2 separate regions of the Mus musculus genome follow, and region 1 is linked to region 2. A link is a contact called in public HiChIP or PLAC-seq data. All regions are on one chromosome and are shown on one strand. Each heading gives the region's core, a stretch centred on a gene start, on an enhancer-like site or on the middle of the called end of the contact. The rest is flanking DNA. Distances are from core to core; before and after follow the strand shown. Region 1 has its middle 11 kb from the start of Sdhd. Region 2 has its middle 10 kb from the start of Gm25633.

What was found. HiChIP or PLAC-seq counts read pairs in DNA pulled down with a chosen protein or histone mark.
Region 1: a FOXA1 HiChIP or PLAC-seq map of pancreatic cancer cells shows a contact between it and region 2. The contact joins two enhancer-like sites. A contact is called at or near these places in 1 of 39 promoter capture datasets (the 3T3-L1 cell line), 1 of 115 datasets of contacts at active chromatin or transcription factors (pancreatic cancer cells) and 1 of 9 other capture datasets (pancreatic islet).

Annotation. Positions count from the first base shown.
Region 1 is chr9:50,590,373-50,595,279 of GRCm38.p6, reverse strand. No RefSeq gene overlaps it. Among named protein-coding and RNA genes, the nearest start is that of Sdhd, 11 kb to the left of the region's middle. Within about 2 kb of position 3,374, at least 115 of the 459 cell types and tissues checked have an H3K27ac peak or open chromatin away from gene starts, as enhancers often do. A contact at or near this core is called in pancreatic cancer cells, where this site is marked.
Region 2 is chr9:49,813,747-49,818,129 of GRCm38.p6, reverse strand. No RefSeq gene overlaps it. Among named protein-coding and RNA genes, the nearest start is that of Gm25633, 10 kb to the left of the region's middle. Within about 2 kb of position 1,694, at least 40 of the 459 cell types and tissues checked have an H3K27ac peak or open chromatin away from gene starts, as enhancers often do. A contact at or near this core is called in pancreatic cancer cells, where this site is marked.

The sequences.
Region 1 (4,907 bases), core at 2,125-4,624, 780 kb before region 2:
CCTGCTGCCAAGCCTGACAGGGATTCACGTGGTGGGAAGGTGACTCCCATTGTTCCCTGATCTCTACAGCTGTGCTGTGACACACATGAACCACACGCCACTAAAAGGAAAAGCTGATATAATAAAAAAGATACAGGAGGACGAGAGGGCTCGGCAGGTGAGGTTATTTAACTGCTGAGCATGACAGCCTGAATTTGAGCCTCGGGACCCACAGGGTGGAGGTGAAATGACCCACTGTTTACCCTACAAACTGCATAAGCACATGCAATGCAAACAATACATAATAAGTAACTAATTACAGACTACCAAGGCAGAGTTCAGGTGCTGTGGTGAAAGCCTGCCAGCTCCCTGTATGGGTTTTGTGTTGTTGTTTTTTTAAGTGCTGGCTTTCTGTGGCCAGATTCAAAGTGAGCCAGCGTTGGCCTTAAGAGTCAGTGTATAGGCTACACAGTTGGTAACCAATTGGAAGGTTAAACATGACCCAAAGGCAGGAGCTTCAAAGTGACCACAGGGCTAACAGCAAACTGGCGACAGCGAGTGTAAAGTGCAGAGCTCCAAGAAGTGCGGGCTGCAGTGCTTTAGAGACTCCTTCCCCACCACAGAGCTAAAGCGTGAGATGGATTAAATGGTGACAGTGCCATAGGCACTCCAGAGTTCCAGCCACAGAGTGACTGGCCCTCAACTGACTACACAGTGAGCCAAAAAAAGAATTCTTAAGCACTTACTTTTTGTTTGTTTGTTTGTTTGAGACAGGGTTTCTCTGTGTAGCCCTGGCTGTCCTGGAACTCACTCTGTAGACCAGGCTGGCCTCGAACTCAGAAATCCACCTGCCTCTGCCTCCTGAGTGCTGGGATTAAAGGCGTGCGCCACTTATCTTGTATGTGCTCAGATGCAGGGAGGAACACACTCCTGTGAAGGTCGGAAGGCACCCTGCAGGAGTCAGCTCTTTTCACCGTGTGAGTTTTGGGGACCCAACTCAGGTCAACAGGCTCAGAATCAAGCACCTCACCCGCTGAGCCATCTCCCTGTCCCGAAGCCAGATCTTTTTTTTTTTTCTTTAAGCTTTTAAAATTGAAAATAGATTCTTCTCTCATAGACTACATCCTAACCGCAGTTTCCCCTCCCTCCCCTTCTCCTAGCTCTCCTCTAGATCCAGTCCCCCTCCATTTTCTCCCTCCAAGGGAGGCTAGCCAGACGGACAAAACACGCTACAATAAGACAAAGCAAAAATCCTAGTGGAGGCTGGGACAAGGCATTCCAATAGAAGGAAAAGAGTCTCAAGAACAGGCAAAAGTGTCAGAGATACACCCGTTCCTACTGTTAAGAGGCTCACAAAAACACCAACCTAATAGCCATAATGTGTACACAGAGGATCTGATGCAGTTATTTCTTCTATGTGTGTATGCATGCACGTGTGTGCGTGCAGAAGTGTACACACACACACACACACACACACACACACACACACACACACACACACACACACACACACACACACTAAATGCAGTGCCCATGGAGACCAGAAGAGGGCACCAGATTATCTCTGGAACTGGGGCTGCAGAAGGTTGAGTCTGGAACCAACCTGGGTCCTCTGGTACAGGAGCAAGTGCTCTTAACCACTGGGCCATCCAGCCTCCCAAGTAGTATTAGGATGGATTTTCTCCTTGGTTGGCCTGAAAGGATGGGATATTGCTTTCATGCCAGAGGCACATTGTCACTCTGGGCTGCGGAGAAGGTAATAATTACAAGGAATAAAGGCCGAGGGCACCAATTCTCTTTTTGGTGTGTTCTTCAGAGTAGATACAGTCTAAGTATAGCTTGTACTTTTACTCTACTAAGTGTGGCTTTTCTACCTCCGCTTCTATTTCCTCGGACCTCTCTCTCTCTCTCTCTCTCCCTCTCTCTCTCTCTGTCTCTTTCTCTCTCCCTTTCTCTCTCTCACTCTCATGTCCTCGAGCTCCGTTCTGCTTTAAAATAGTTTTATCTATGAGAGAAGGAACTTGAGAGAGGTATCACTGTGAGCACCAGTCAGGATGCTAAAGAGGACATGCACAGAGGAGCCTGAGTCTTGGATGACGTCACTGCACTGCCACGCCATTGCCACACCTATCTGCATCTGCGGATGCCAGTCAGCGCTTCCGCTTCCGTGCAGTCTTGTGTAATAGAGCTGCTCTTCCAGAGTAGGTGATTGTAGGAGGTTCCCCAGTGGGTCTCACCATCCGTGGACCTGGTCCTTTTGTTTACACCTCTAGCTTGAATCTATTTTCTGTCATAAGTAATAGTGTGATCAATGGCCTTGGATCTGTGTCTTTGTCTAGTGGTGAACATGGTTTTTCTTCTTTGTGTTCAACCTCTGTATTTGTGGAACTCATTCAGATTTATCTTGTTGCTGTGTATCTGTGTTTAGGGGTTAGGAGGAATATGTTTGTGCCCATGTAGAGACCAGAGGAGGATGCTGGGTCTTTTTCTTGGCTGCTCTCCACCTTATTTTTTGAGGCAGGGTTTCTCACTGAATTTGACTTAGCATTTTGGCTAGGCTAGCTGCCCAGTGAGCTCATAGGATCGCTCCTGTCAGTGCAGTGGCTACTGGTATGCACTGCCCTCTCTAGCAGTTATATGGAGGCTGGGGATTTGAACTTGGGTCCTCTTACTGTACCAGTGAGTGGTCTTATCCACTGAGTCACATTTTTAGCCCCTAATTTTGCTTTTTGAAATTTCTGTTTTGAAACTGGTCTTGCTACACAGTCCAGGCTGGCTCTGAGCTCAGCTGTGTGGCCCAGCGTGACATCAGACTCCCTTCGGCCCACTCACCTCAGTCTCTTGCATGCAACTCCACCCTTTATTTTATGTTTTTTTTCTGTTTGTTAGAGTTCATGTCTTCAGATGTTGTGAATAAGGGACAGGATAGATTGGAGGGATGGCTCAGTGGTTAAGCGCACTTGCTGCTCTTGTGGACACTCTGGATTCAATCCCAAGCACACACATGACAGCTTATAACCCTCTATATCTCCAGTTCCAGGGGGAAACCAGACACTCTTTTGGTCTTTTTGGGGTGCTACACACACATGGTACACAGACATACTTGCTGACAAAACATCCATACGTATAACATGTTAAAAAACATTTCCAGCTCCTTTTCTGGTTTGACTGTTCTTCTAAAGAGATGGGTGTGAGCTGGGCAGTGTTGGCACACATCTTTAGTCCCAGCATTCAGGAAGCAGAGGCTGGCGGATCTCTGAGTTCATTGCCAACCTTGTCTACAGAGTGAGTTCCAGGACTGCCAGGACTACACAGAAAAACCCTGTCTTGCAAAAACCAAACAAACAGAAGAGAGGGAGAGATGGGTGTGACTGATGGTTTGCTACTTGAGCTTCGACTCACCTCTGTTGGTAGCCCTTGGTGCCGAGTCCCTCTCCCTCAGACTGACTGTCACTCCCACATAGAGTCTGCGCTGCTCTTTGCCCTCCGGGCTCTTACTGTAGAGTTTTGTGCGATTCACTTAAACTTTGTTTTTCCCCAGTCACTTAGGAGCTCAAAGAATTCAATAGGTCTGTGTTTAGGTCCTTTTGTTTCATCTAATAAATTTATTCAATAAAACTCTTGTGGCATTGCCATTGGTGGATAGCAATGCACCCGTGGATAGCCCTGTTCTAAGCCCATTGGAGGAGCCCCAGGTAAAACCAGTGTATCACAGAGCAAAAACAAAAGGGAGGAGACACAAAAGTGAGGTGGGAATGTGCTTTCTTCACTGTGCTGTGCACACATGCACACACACAGACACACACACGCATGTGCGCGCACACACACACACCATGAACACACACATGCATGCACACAACGTGCACAAACACTCACTTGAACACCCAAGCTCCCCTCCCCCCCACATACACACACCACGAATGCACATACACGCATGCTTGCACCACACTTGGGAGCCTCAGCAGGATGTGGCGACACATGCCTCAATCCTAGCAGTTGGGAGACAGACACAAGAAGAGTGAGTTTGAGACCAGCCTGAACTACATAGTGAGACCCTGTGTCAACAAAACCAAAACAAAAACATGAAGCAGAGGAGGAGGAAGCTTTTCTCTGGCTGTCACAGAATTTTAGCATCATTCAAAGTGAAAATGGGTTCTCATGGCATTAAGTGTTATACTGTGTTCCAGGAAATAAACATCTCAAATAGAGAAGTGAGTCAGAGCCCGAGAAGCTTATGAAAAAATGTTAGTCACAGGGAGAGCAGAGCTACCTAATGTGAACACAGCTTTCTTTTCAGGCCATTTCTGCTGACATTGGGGATCCCCACGCCTGTTGCTTAATTTGGCAGCTGCAGGCAATGAGCAGAGGACTCAGCAATTGTAGGGGCCAGGAGCTGCACCGTTCTGCTGGGAACTTTCCTCTTTGTGCTGAAAACCAATATGAATTACCGGGAGTGTTGTAATGGCTACTATAAGGGAAAAATTATAAAAGGACCCAGAAACACGGAAAAATTGCGGGGGATGGGGGGGTGAATTTAATTCTAATTTGGAGGAGACTTGGAATGAATTAGTTCTGTGCTCTTAAACAAAGGGACAGAGAGTTGTGACAGCGTTCTCTATAGTAGCAGAACTTACAAATGAATCCTCCCCTCTATATATGTATGGGATTTATTGAATGAATTACAGGCTGTGGTCTAATTAATCAAACTATGAACAGGAAGTCCAAGAATTCAGAAGTTTCTTAGTCCACAAGGCTGGATGTCTCTGCTGGTCTTCAGCACTCTGGAATCCCTTAGAAGTAGGCTCTAATGCCAGTGAAGGAATGGATTTGCTAGTAAGGCAAGGACGAACAGGCAAAGAGCGAAAGTGTCTTTCCATACCCTTCTATTGGCTTCCAGCAGAAGGTATGGCCCAGATTAAAGGTGGATC
Region 2 (4,383 bases), core at 445-2,944:
CAGCATCCACAGCTCTTTTTTATTCCATGTATTGCACTCAGAACTACATTTATTACCTAACTTTCATAAGGAGAAATGTGACATTCATTCTGTATGAATGAAGCTTCATGTTCTCCTGACCTGGAAGCACACATAAGGGAAAGACTAATTTTATTGCCCTGATTTCAATATTGACTCACCTCAGGGAAGGATTTGACAGCCAGTCCTCTAGAGCACAGTCACATCTAAGACAGACACATCTTGGTTTTATTGACTATTGGATAGCTAGCACTGGGACTTGAGAATGAATATATAGTAGGTGACCAATACGCACATTTAGATGGCTGATTAGTATAATATAAATATATATATATTGTATATAATATAGTGTATAGTTTAAAGTATATAGTATATAGTACAAAGTACAGAGTTCATAGTACATAGTATATGGTATAAAGTACATAGTACATAGTATATAGTATAAAGTACATAGTACATAGTACATAGTACATAGTACATAGTATATAGTATATAGTATAGAAGAAGTACCAGACTCAGTCTGCTTTCCAGCTGTGTCAAATGTCTCATCTACAGAATGAAGATAGTGGATCTCACATCTTCTGGAACCACCAATGCCGGGAAGCATTGGCTACCTAGAGAACAGCCCATCCCTCTTGAAGGATGATATTTTCAAGTTTTTTGTTGCGGTTGTTGTTTTGTTTTGTTTTGTTTTGTTTTACCTAAAACCACAGCTATCACCCATCTTCTTTGTTCATTCGTGTTCCTCTTAGTAGTATGGAAGCTATCTTTTCCTTCACATTGCTTCAAATAGTGGGACACCATAGTGGGTCCCACGATAGTGGGATCTCACAGTTTCCCACAGATCCTAGTGACACGAATCTCAAGACAAATGGCTGGAGAGTGTAACACATACGATCAGGAAGCTCCCTTTTCTTCTGGAACACTTGATTTCTAGGACACAATTCAGACCTATCAGTTTTAAAGATTGCATGATACTAATAGAGTAATTAGCATTCATTAGAGTGTGGGAGGTTACTGGACCTTAGGGGGGAAAGACTCTCCATTTAAATTTGGCCTGACACAGGGTTGAAAGAACTGGGATTCTCAAGGAATTATATGCTAATTTTTGATCAGGTAAAGACCTTGGAATTGAAATGTTAATTAATTAGTCATACAACTCTTTTTAATTTGACTATGGGCTCCGCCATCTCTTAACTTCCCTGTACCGTATTAAAGCTTTATTACCGAACCCTGGGATTTATTGAGTGCCCGTGCCTTGCAAATGTTATCACACTTAATCCTTATAACAAACCCATGAAGAAGGTCCAATTAGTATGCTGACTCACATAACAGGAAACTTAGGATCAGTGAGCAAGGGTAACCTTTTCAAGGTCACCAGGCAGAGTGTCAAGACCTACTTAGATCCTCTGACACGGAACTGCTTTTAATCTCTGGCTATGTCCATAGAGACACACATTCCCGCAGGAAGAAAAGCAGTCTAGATGCAGTTCGCTGGCGCACCGTTCATGCTATCTACCCCCGCCCCCCGGTTGGTGCTCAATATGTTGAATGGCTCGAACATTCCTGCTGGGGTATTGGCCATGGGTCAAAGCTGGATCCATCATAGCTCAGTACATTAGAGCTCAGGTTTCACATCTGTGAAGTGAGGGGGACGGGCTGAATCATCTCTAAGTTTCCTCTTAGACTTAAAGAACTATGTTGCTTGTCTGAAAGGAGGATGAATCAGAGTTTAGCAGCCACAGACTAGCAATATGAGCCGATACAACATTCCTTTGTACAGAATGTTCCCTCTGCTCAAAATACCCTCTCCCCACTTGTTCACTTGGCAAATGCCCAATGAGCAGCCCAGCTGGCCTCTGAGACTCTGTCCTTGACCTCTCCATCAATGCACATTCCATCCCCAAACACACACACGCACAGTGATTTCCTTCTTAGGCCCTCCTGGGTATGCAGTGCATTACTGTGATTATTTGATTATGGGCTGTCTTTCCATCCTCACACCCTGGACTCCAAGCTCCATGAAGACAAAAACTGCACACTATTTTCTCTTCAGGCTCTACCTTCCAGCCTGGCCCACAAAACAAATATTCAATAAATGCCCTTTTCAGGAACTGAATGAATGAGCAGGGCATGTGTGGAGGAGCAGGAGGGGACAATTTGACCTTAATGGAGAATCTAAGCCAGAACACAGTGAGAAATTAGCGGTAGTTTGATGGGAAGAGAATGAAGCACAGAAAAGTGTATTGAGACCCAGTACCCCAGGCAGTGCGGGGTCCTTGTTCCATTCTGAGGTGGGAGGGGTGACAGGAAGAAGAAAAAACATGAAAAAAGATCAGTGCAAACCTCCTCCTCAGCTTAAAAAAGAAGTGATCGTAAATGAACCTGATGTTTTTCTTCACAGACCGTTAATTCATCCACAGCTCAACACTATAGGCTACACTCAACTGCAGCAAACAGCAGAACATCGCCACGAATCTCAACTCCCACGAGACCTTGCAGGATTGCAAGATATTGCAGGCATACCTGAGCTATATGAAGACATAAATTTACAAAACCAAAATGAACAATATTTAATAAATTACCAATAGTGCAAACACTTAACTAGAAAAAGTTCTATCTACTATCTATCTATCTATCTATCTACTATCTATATATCTATCATCTATCTTTCTATCATCTATCATTCATTTATCATCTACTATTTGTCTTTCTATCTATTATCTATCTATCATTTATCATCTATCTACTATTTATCTTTCTATCTATTATCTATCTATCTACTATCTATCTACCTATCATCTATCTTTCTATCTATCATCTATCATTCATCTATCATCTACTATTTGTCTTTCTATTATCTATCTACCATTTATCATCTATCTACTATTTATCTTTCTATCTATTATCTATCTATCTATCTATCTATCTATCTATCTATCTATCTATCTATCTATCTATCTACCTACTTCGTATACACACTCACAGTCCTGAGAAGTTCTTGGACACCATCTTGCTATTACATTGTGTTTGCATTCATTTCAATTATTCACTTGCACAAAGGCCAAAAGCCATGCTCAGATCTAAGGGGGAAAAAAAGCCTGATTATTTTAGCTTAATAAAATGTAATAAAGATTAAAAGTCTTTGGTATTTGTTTGTATTTGGAATATAGAACACACATGTTTATTTATAACACATGCATCTTTTGAGCCTTCTGAAATGTAAGATAACACTAAAATACGTGCATTGCAATGGGATATGTGAATGACTAAAATAGATGGGAGCTCAAACAATGCATTCCATTTCCCGCCAGACAACCCCATGCCTCATGTAAACAGCTGAACAGGTGACATTTCCTTTGGAAGTCAAGCAAGCCTCTTCATTTTGTGCATTTTGGAGAAACCAGACCTGGGAAACAGTCCAGTCTCAGTTATTGATGAAGAGGGCATGGCTATGTTTACCCAAGTGATTGGCCCTTTTACCAAGTGGTTGCATCATTTTGAAATCTTGGACTCTATACTTCATGGGCAGTTTTAGAGTGCAGAATATTCTTCCTTAGGCGGAGAAGGTCAGAATATGTGTGTGTGATGTGTGTGTGTGTGTGTGTATGTGTGTGTGTGTGTGTGTGTGTGTGTGTGTGTGTGTGTTTCAAGGTGGAGGGTGGAGGGGAGGGCCTCAGAGAACTTGTCACTGGTGTTTGGTAACTGCTTTGGGGTAATTAGGCTTGTCCGTGACTAAGTGTGATCCACTAGACAACAATGTGAGAAATTGCCTTCAGTGTGGAACGAGCTTGTTTGGATCACCCATGACTCAACGTTTATGAGGGAAGGTGAGGTGTTGTCGTGAGTCTAGATTCTTTCAAGAATTTTCAGGGTAGAGCAACTCAGCTGATGACTTACTGCTGTCTGTGTGGGGGACAGTGCTGTTCTCCAAGTTTGGCTTTCTTCTGCATAGTTATCGTTTTTTTTAAGTTTCTAGCTGATTGCTAAGGTATCTTTTCCGAAAGATGTTAAAATCAACCTCAGTCTCTAATGTTCCCATTATACCAAAAGTCATGGCAGGAGGAGAAGGCTATTTTCTTCCATATACTTAGAAGCCTTGCTATAATACACATTTTAGCCAGAGATGGGCTATTACGTAATAGGTCTTCAAACTAAGTCCTGGGTGTTAAAACTCTGCAAGATTTCATGCTCTTACGATACTTGTAAATCTGTCGGTGAGCTTGAGTCACATCACAAAGATCCATCCATTCTTCACTGACACTCATGTATATTTTAGAGATAACTTATCTTCATCCTGATTTTGATCTTCCGTGGGTAATGGCTCCCAACTCTCTAGATTTATGTTCATCTGCCACTGGTCCC